Regions from separate parts of the Gossypium arboreum genome. Here region 2 is linked to region 1. Evidence: chromatin contacts called from public Hi-C data. All regions are on one chromosome and are shown on one strand. The core of a region is the stretch at or near the end of the contact, and the rest is flanking DNA. Distances in the headings are between cores, read along the strand shown. Region 1 holds the start of LOC108470413 (beta-1,6-galactosyltransferase GALT29A). Region 2 holds the start of LOC108453135 (proteinaceous RNase P 2).

Region 1 (3,266 bases), core at 216-2,715:
TCTAAGTTTGATGTTATCTTTAACCGAATCACTAATTTAACTATGAAATTATAGAATAATCTATTTTTTAAAATTGTATTTAATATTATTATAATATCATTTTATTTTTCATACTTTTACAATATCTTTTAATAAAAAATTAAAATTAAACACATATTCAATAATATAAAATAAAATTTACTACCAATGTACCTATATTTATTATTAAATAAAATTTAAAACTTTTATCTTTTCATATTTTTATATCATTTTTCAATAAAAGAATTTCAAACAAGTAGAAGTAAATTAACATTCCGCTTATATACATTGTGCAGTGTTGAATAATTTATATTTTGTATATTTTAAATTATTGATATGTTTATGGCATCATCAATACATCATAATTTGTTTTTGATAAAAATCAAGATATCATATTTTAAGAAACGGTAGTTAGAGTGGATTCAAGCATCTAAATAGATTAGAAACAAAATTGGAGTGGTAAATGGGAAAAAAGAAAAAAAAGAAAATTATACAAAAATTTATTACTATAGCATTCCAATAATCTATTACTTTTTTTTTTTCTGATAAAATTGATCAACATCTTTAATAATAATTAAAAAAAAAAAGAGACGAAACCAAAAAATTTGGGTAAGTAATTCTTAACATTAAGGAAGTATAAAAAATTAAACAGATGAAGTTGTTCCATTCCCATGCCTTAATGATCCAAAATTTAACCCCTTTCAATCAACCACACAAAGCTCACTTACTACCTACCCACCAAAACACTCAAACTCATTCCCAACCACAACAAAGAAAGAAAAAAGGACCATCCATAATTTGTATTCATGTTGTTACAATTAAAAAAAAAGGGTAAAAAAAAAATAATCTTACAACCTAGAGCCATATTCCAGTTAATTCATAATACTATTAATCAATTGTCATATTAAGAAATAATTGAAATTGGATTCTAAGTTGTAAGACTTGTAACAACAACATACATAACAAACAAAAGAAAAAGGAAAACGTCGAATTTTGTGATTTTTATTTTAGTAGATAGATTACATCGTAAATATGTAGTTTTTGATTTAAGGGTGAAGAACATTTTGATACTCATTTTAAGAATTTATCTTAAAAGAAATTCAATTTATTTTAAAAAGTCTACTATAATTTTTTTTTTTTTTTTTGTTTAAAACCAAAGTGACCATCTCCTCAATGCGATAAATGATTGATAATGAATTCGAATAGAAGGGATGGAACCCCGTCAGATGAGTTACCTCCGTACTAATAGTAATAATTTCTAACATTACCTCGCGCTACCAATGGCAATGATGCTGCAAATCACCTGCATTTAAATATGTACCCAAAACCGCATGGATTTTAAAGGGGCAAAGAAGAAGAGGAATAGAAGACTGTTCCTCACTCCACTCCTTTTGCTTTTTCCTCATCCACAACCCTTTCTTTTAGGGTTTGCATTGCAGGTTCCTTTCGATTTCCCCCCTTTTTCTTTTTCTTTATCTTTTTTGCAGTGTCTGCTTTTAGTTTTAGGCATTTGGTTGGTTCAGTGCTTAATTCTTGTTCTTAAGATCATGTTAAACAATAAACCTTAACATTTTTGACTAATCAAACAATACCATTCCTATCATTAACTTTCACCTGCAATTTCATGCTACTCTTTCTTGCCGTATTTCTCCCTCCAAGATTTCATCTTTGTCTCTTTCTTTTCCGGGTTTTCCTCAAAATAGGAAAAATATTTGTCCTTGGGTGAAATACATTTGATCTTCTTCCCCCCACTCCCCCTCCATTTTTTATCTCTTACAAATCCCAGATTGTTTCTATTTATGATTAGGCACCCATCTTTGTGGATGTCAAAATCTACTGAACCTGAGAGATGGATCTGAACCTAATACATATAAATTCAAGATCCGTATTTTTTAACCCTTTTGGCCATATCTAGCAAACCCAATTTTACGGTTCAAGCAATTGTATTGCTCCCATGAAGAGGTCGTTTAGACCTTTGATAAGCATTTTAATGCTTGTTGCATTAGCTGCAACATTAAGCTGTCGGATTGCCATCCGCGGGGGCAGCGGTGGTGGATTTGCTGTTTCAGCTGAATTGGAGACCACCAGGTCCAGCGTCCTAATCCAACCCCCACCAATCCAAAATTTTAACTCAACTTTGCTCAAGTTTGCAGCGGTTGATACAGGTGAAGCAAAATCCAAGCTTGAAATAGAGCAGCTGCTGGAAGGGAACTTTGCGAGTCAAGGAAGGTATAGGACTTTTGCAACATGGAGGAGGTTCAATCATCATGATGTCAAAGCTAGGAATTCTAATGGGATGCCGGTAATGCTCAGGTCCCCTAAATTTTATCGGTATTGGTTAGATTTTAGGAGGAACTTACAGAATTGGGCTAGAAAAAGAATGTTCCAACCTGATATTATGATGGATTTAGTTACACTAGTAAAGGTTCCTATTGATAGCCACAATGGTTTAATGAGTTCGGATAACAAGTATAAATCTTGTGCTGTTGTGGGGAATAGTGGGATTTTACTGAATACTGATCACGGAAAGTTCATTGATGGTCATGAGGCCGTGATTAGATTGAACAATGCTAGGACTGAGAGGTTCGAAAAGAATGTGGGGTCAAAAACCAGCATTTCTTTTGTAAATAGCAATATACTGCATCTTTGTGCTAGGAGGGATGGATGTTTTTGTCACCCTTATGGAGGGAATGTTCCTATGGTTATGTATATCTGCCAACCGGTTCATTTCATGGACTATTTGGTATGCAATTCGTCTCACAAGGCACCTTTGTTGATTACAGATCCGCGTTTTGATATGTTGTGTTCTAGGATTGTGAAGTACTATTCAGCGAAACGGTTTGTGGAGGATACAGGGAAGGCATTGAGTGAATGGGGGTCTACTCATGATGGTTCCATGTTCCACTATTCCTCTGGTATGCAAGCTGTTATGTTAGCCTTGGGAATTTGTGACAAAGTTAGTATATTTGGCTTTGGCAAATCGACTTTGGCGAAGCACCATTATCATACTAACCAGAAGGCTGAGCTCCGGTTACATGATTATGAGGCGGAATATGCATTTTATCATGATCTGGTGAAGAATCCACGGGCAATACCATTCATTTCGGACAAATTCAGGTTCCCTCCTGTGGTATTCTATCAATGATTTTGGCTGATTGGTTTCTTTTTTAATTTTATTTTGTCCTTGTTTTGTTGGTCAAGATTAAATCAGTGTGTTCGATGGTGTATCAGTAATTCTGTAGTGGATA
Region 2 (3,364 bases), core at 36-2,535, 140 kb before region 1:
ATTTGAAATAAAATTTAGTTAAATTTTTAGAAAAACTCATGAGTTAATAAAAACTGATTTAATTATACACTTTTCTATAATGGTGATTTCCTTTGAAACTTTAGCTAATTCCTAGTTTATTTATTACCCAAAATTCAGTTATAACTTAGCAACGGATAGTGATATTCAATTTTTTTCACAGATATTAATTTAGTTTTAATTAAACTAAAACGAAATTATTTAGTGTATAATCAAATCTAATTCCAAGTTCATTATCCTAAATTCAAATTAAAAAAATCATGCATGCGAAATAACCCTAAATCTGAATCCCATGCTATAATATAAATAATTAAGTTCCAAAATAACATGAATTATAAAAATAAGCCTAATAATAACACTTTCATATAAACAAAATGTTTCCTAGCCTTCCGTATATCATGTCCACGTCCTAACCTGATGTGTTATTTGTAGAAAAAGAAATAAAAAGGGGGTAAGCTATGAAGCTCAGTGTGAGTTTCATCACAAGAAAATTGGTGCAAACGATTAAGCATACAGAAACACGACACATAGAATAACTCACGATAGCAATTTCAGAATATTGATATCTCAAATCATTCAACAATACATATATAACATATTAGAAATCTCAAAATTGTATGTGCATGCTTTATAAATGCAATACAGTTTTGGTTTAACAAAAAAAGTCCTATCCCACCACTACATACAACAATATGAGTTCCTCTTAACTCCGACCACTTACACATAGGGTTATGGTTTTAACCATCAATGGTTTGCAGATAAATTGCCCATGACTGTGGACACACAACAAAAACACTGTAGATGGAATCTTTAAACTCATACTTGTATATATATTATAGATTATACCTTTTAATAAGATACCATTTTATAAGGTTGTATCACTTTACAAAACAATGTAATATAAAATTATGACTTTATAAGATAACTTTACACACAAAAATTATCTCTTTACAACTCAATTATTCATAAAAAATTATAATTTACTAAATTTTTAAAATAATAAAATATTATTATCCACCATAAATATCTCTGTTTTAGTAAAGAAAATTGAATCTTGATTTTTGGACCATTACTTTACTTAGAATCAGTATGGCATACATATGTATATGATTGGTAATACCAATTTGAAATGATTATTTTAAAATTTCTTGTTCATTGAGAAATGTTACTTTCTATTTTAATAATAATAATCTATTTTAATAATAATAATACTACTAATAATATGCTTTTTTCATTTTATGTGTTGAAAGCTTAATTGATAAAGCAGAGCTTAAAGCCCAAAGTAAAATTACAGAGTCAGCCCAGCTCTAGCTTATAAATGATATGTAACGGCAACTTCCCCAGAATCCCAGCAATCAAAGGAAAAGGCAGGGTTTTTGCGGTTCTGATATTGAGGCAAATCTTTAGGGTTTTATATCCGGGGAAAGTAGTATCCATGGCTACCCCAAGCCATCACCAAAACCCCATTCCTTCAACCAAGAAAAAGAAAACCCACAAAAACCCTGAAGCCAATTTTCTTTATGAACTCAATTCTTGCTCCAAATCCAAAGACCTCAAAGGCGCTATTTCCCTTTACGACTCTGCTCTTTCCAGCAATACTCGCCTCAACCAGTCCCATTTCAACACCCTGCTTTACCTTTGCTCCACTTTTGCCACCGACCCTGACTCCAAAGATCTTGCTTTACGATACGGGTTTCGAGTTTTTGACCACATGATGGCCTTAAATATCCACCCTAATGAAGCTTCTATTACCTCCATTGCCCGTTTATCCGCGGCCAAAGGTGATGGTGATTACGCTTTTGAAATGGTTAAGAAGTTGGGTGATTATCAGGTTTCGCCACGGCTTCGTACTTACGAGCCTGCATTGTTTTGTTTTTGCCAGAAGTTGGAAGCAGAGAAGGCTTATGAAGTTGAGGAGGATATAGATAAGATGGGGTTGAGCTTGGAGGAACCTCAAATTGCCGCTTTATTGAAACTAAGTGCGGATACGGGGAGAGGGGAGAGAGTTTATAATTACTTGCATAAGTTGAGGAGGAGCGTGAGGTGGGTCAGTGAGGAAACATGCAAGGTTTTGGAGGACTGGTTTCGCTGTAAAGCAAGCGAGATTGGTTCTGATGTGGGTTCAGTGAAAGAAGCGATTTTGAGGAATGGTGGGGGGTGGCATGGGTTAGGGTGGATTGGGGAAGGGAAATGGGTGGTGAAGAAAGGGAATGTCGAGCCGAATGGTCGATGTTGCTGCTGCGGGGAGCAGTTGGATTGTGTTGATATTGATGATGTGGAGACTGAGAAGTTTGCTCTTTCAGTTGCAGGATTGGCTTTGGAGAGAGAGGTTAAGGCTAACTTTAGGGAGTTTCAGGTGAGGAACATATTTGCAAGTTGCTCCTTTTTCATTATGCAATGTTTTTTATTTTTTATTTTTATGATTGATTATATATATGTTAAGTGAAATAAACCTCTAAAACGGAGTTGTAGGCAACTAGGTTTAGACTTTATACCATTAGTGCAGGTTGACACTCCGAATTTTGTTGTTCCTGTTGCAGAATGTTTAATATTTTGATTAATTTGTTTGTTACAATTTCATTATAATATTGACATGTAAAATGATATCTTGATATTGCAAATTCCCACTGTACCTAATTCTTACAGTTTCTCCTTTATGATTTACTTATTCATTTATATCATTAATAAAGGATTGGTTGGAAAAAAATGCGGATTATGAAGCCATAGTGGACGGAGCAAATATTGGGCTCTACCAACAAAATTTTGCAGAGGGTGGATTCAGTGTTCTTCAGGTTGTATATCCAACTGTTGGCTTGTCTACTCTGCTTTCATATTGTGCTCACTCAATTTCTGTTACTAATTGTTATTCTTTATTTATTATTATTGTTTTTTTTTTGTAAAAATTGCAATAGAACAGCTTAATGCCGTCATAAAAGAAATGTATACTAGAAGTGGGAATAAATGGCCACTTGTCATCCTGCATAATAAGCGTGTGCGAGCCCTCTTGGAAAATCCTTCCCATAGAAAGTTGGTTGAAGAATGGATGGCTAATGGTGTTCTTTATACAACACCACATGGCTCCAATGATGATTGGTATGGATGTTGAAAAGACAAGCTAACTTTGATTCATTTGTTCATTCCACATGTTAAATCTGATTTAATATCTTATTTTTTGTTCAATCTGACTCGGCACTTTTTTTATAACTTGAGAAGTCTCCCTATGCTTGCGCTATATAATTTAGTATTTGAAGGGGATACAGTGCTGGTGTGCACTATTGGTGGCACAGAGTTCATGCAGGATTGTTCTGGTTTTCAATTGCTAATTGATGCTAATTTGATTGTAATA

Evidence for each region. A called contact is a pair of places that touch in the nucleus more often than the background predicts.
Region 2: a contact with region 1 is called in a Hi-C map of leaf, with 3 times the contacts expected there. The contact joins the promoter of LOC108453135 here to the promoter of LOC108470413 in region 1. A contact is called at or near these places in 2 of 5 Hi-C or Micro-C datasets (both in leaf).

The regions. Positions count from the first base shown.
Region 1 is chr7:85,156,926-85,160,191 of ASM2569848v2, reverse strand. LOC108470413 (beta-1,6-galactosyltransferase GALT29A) reads left to right here and starts at 1,465. Exons shown (of 1, transcript XM_017771749.2): 1 at 1,465-3,266. The coding sequence starts at 1,973. The coding sequence ends at 3,163.
Region 2 is chr7:85,292,723-85,296,086 of ASM2569848v2, reverse strand. LOC108453135 (proteinaceous RNase P 2) reads left to right here and starts at 1,285. Exons shown (of 6, transcript XM_017751075.2): 1 at 1,285-2,374; 2 at 2,709-2,810; 3 at 2,936-3,111. The coding sequence starts at 1,337.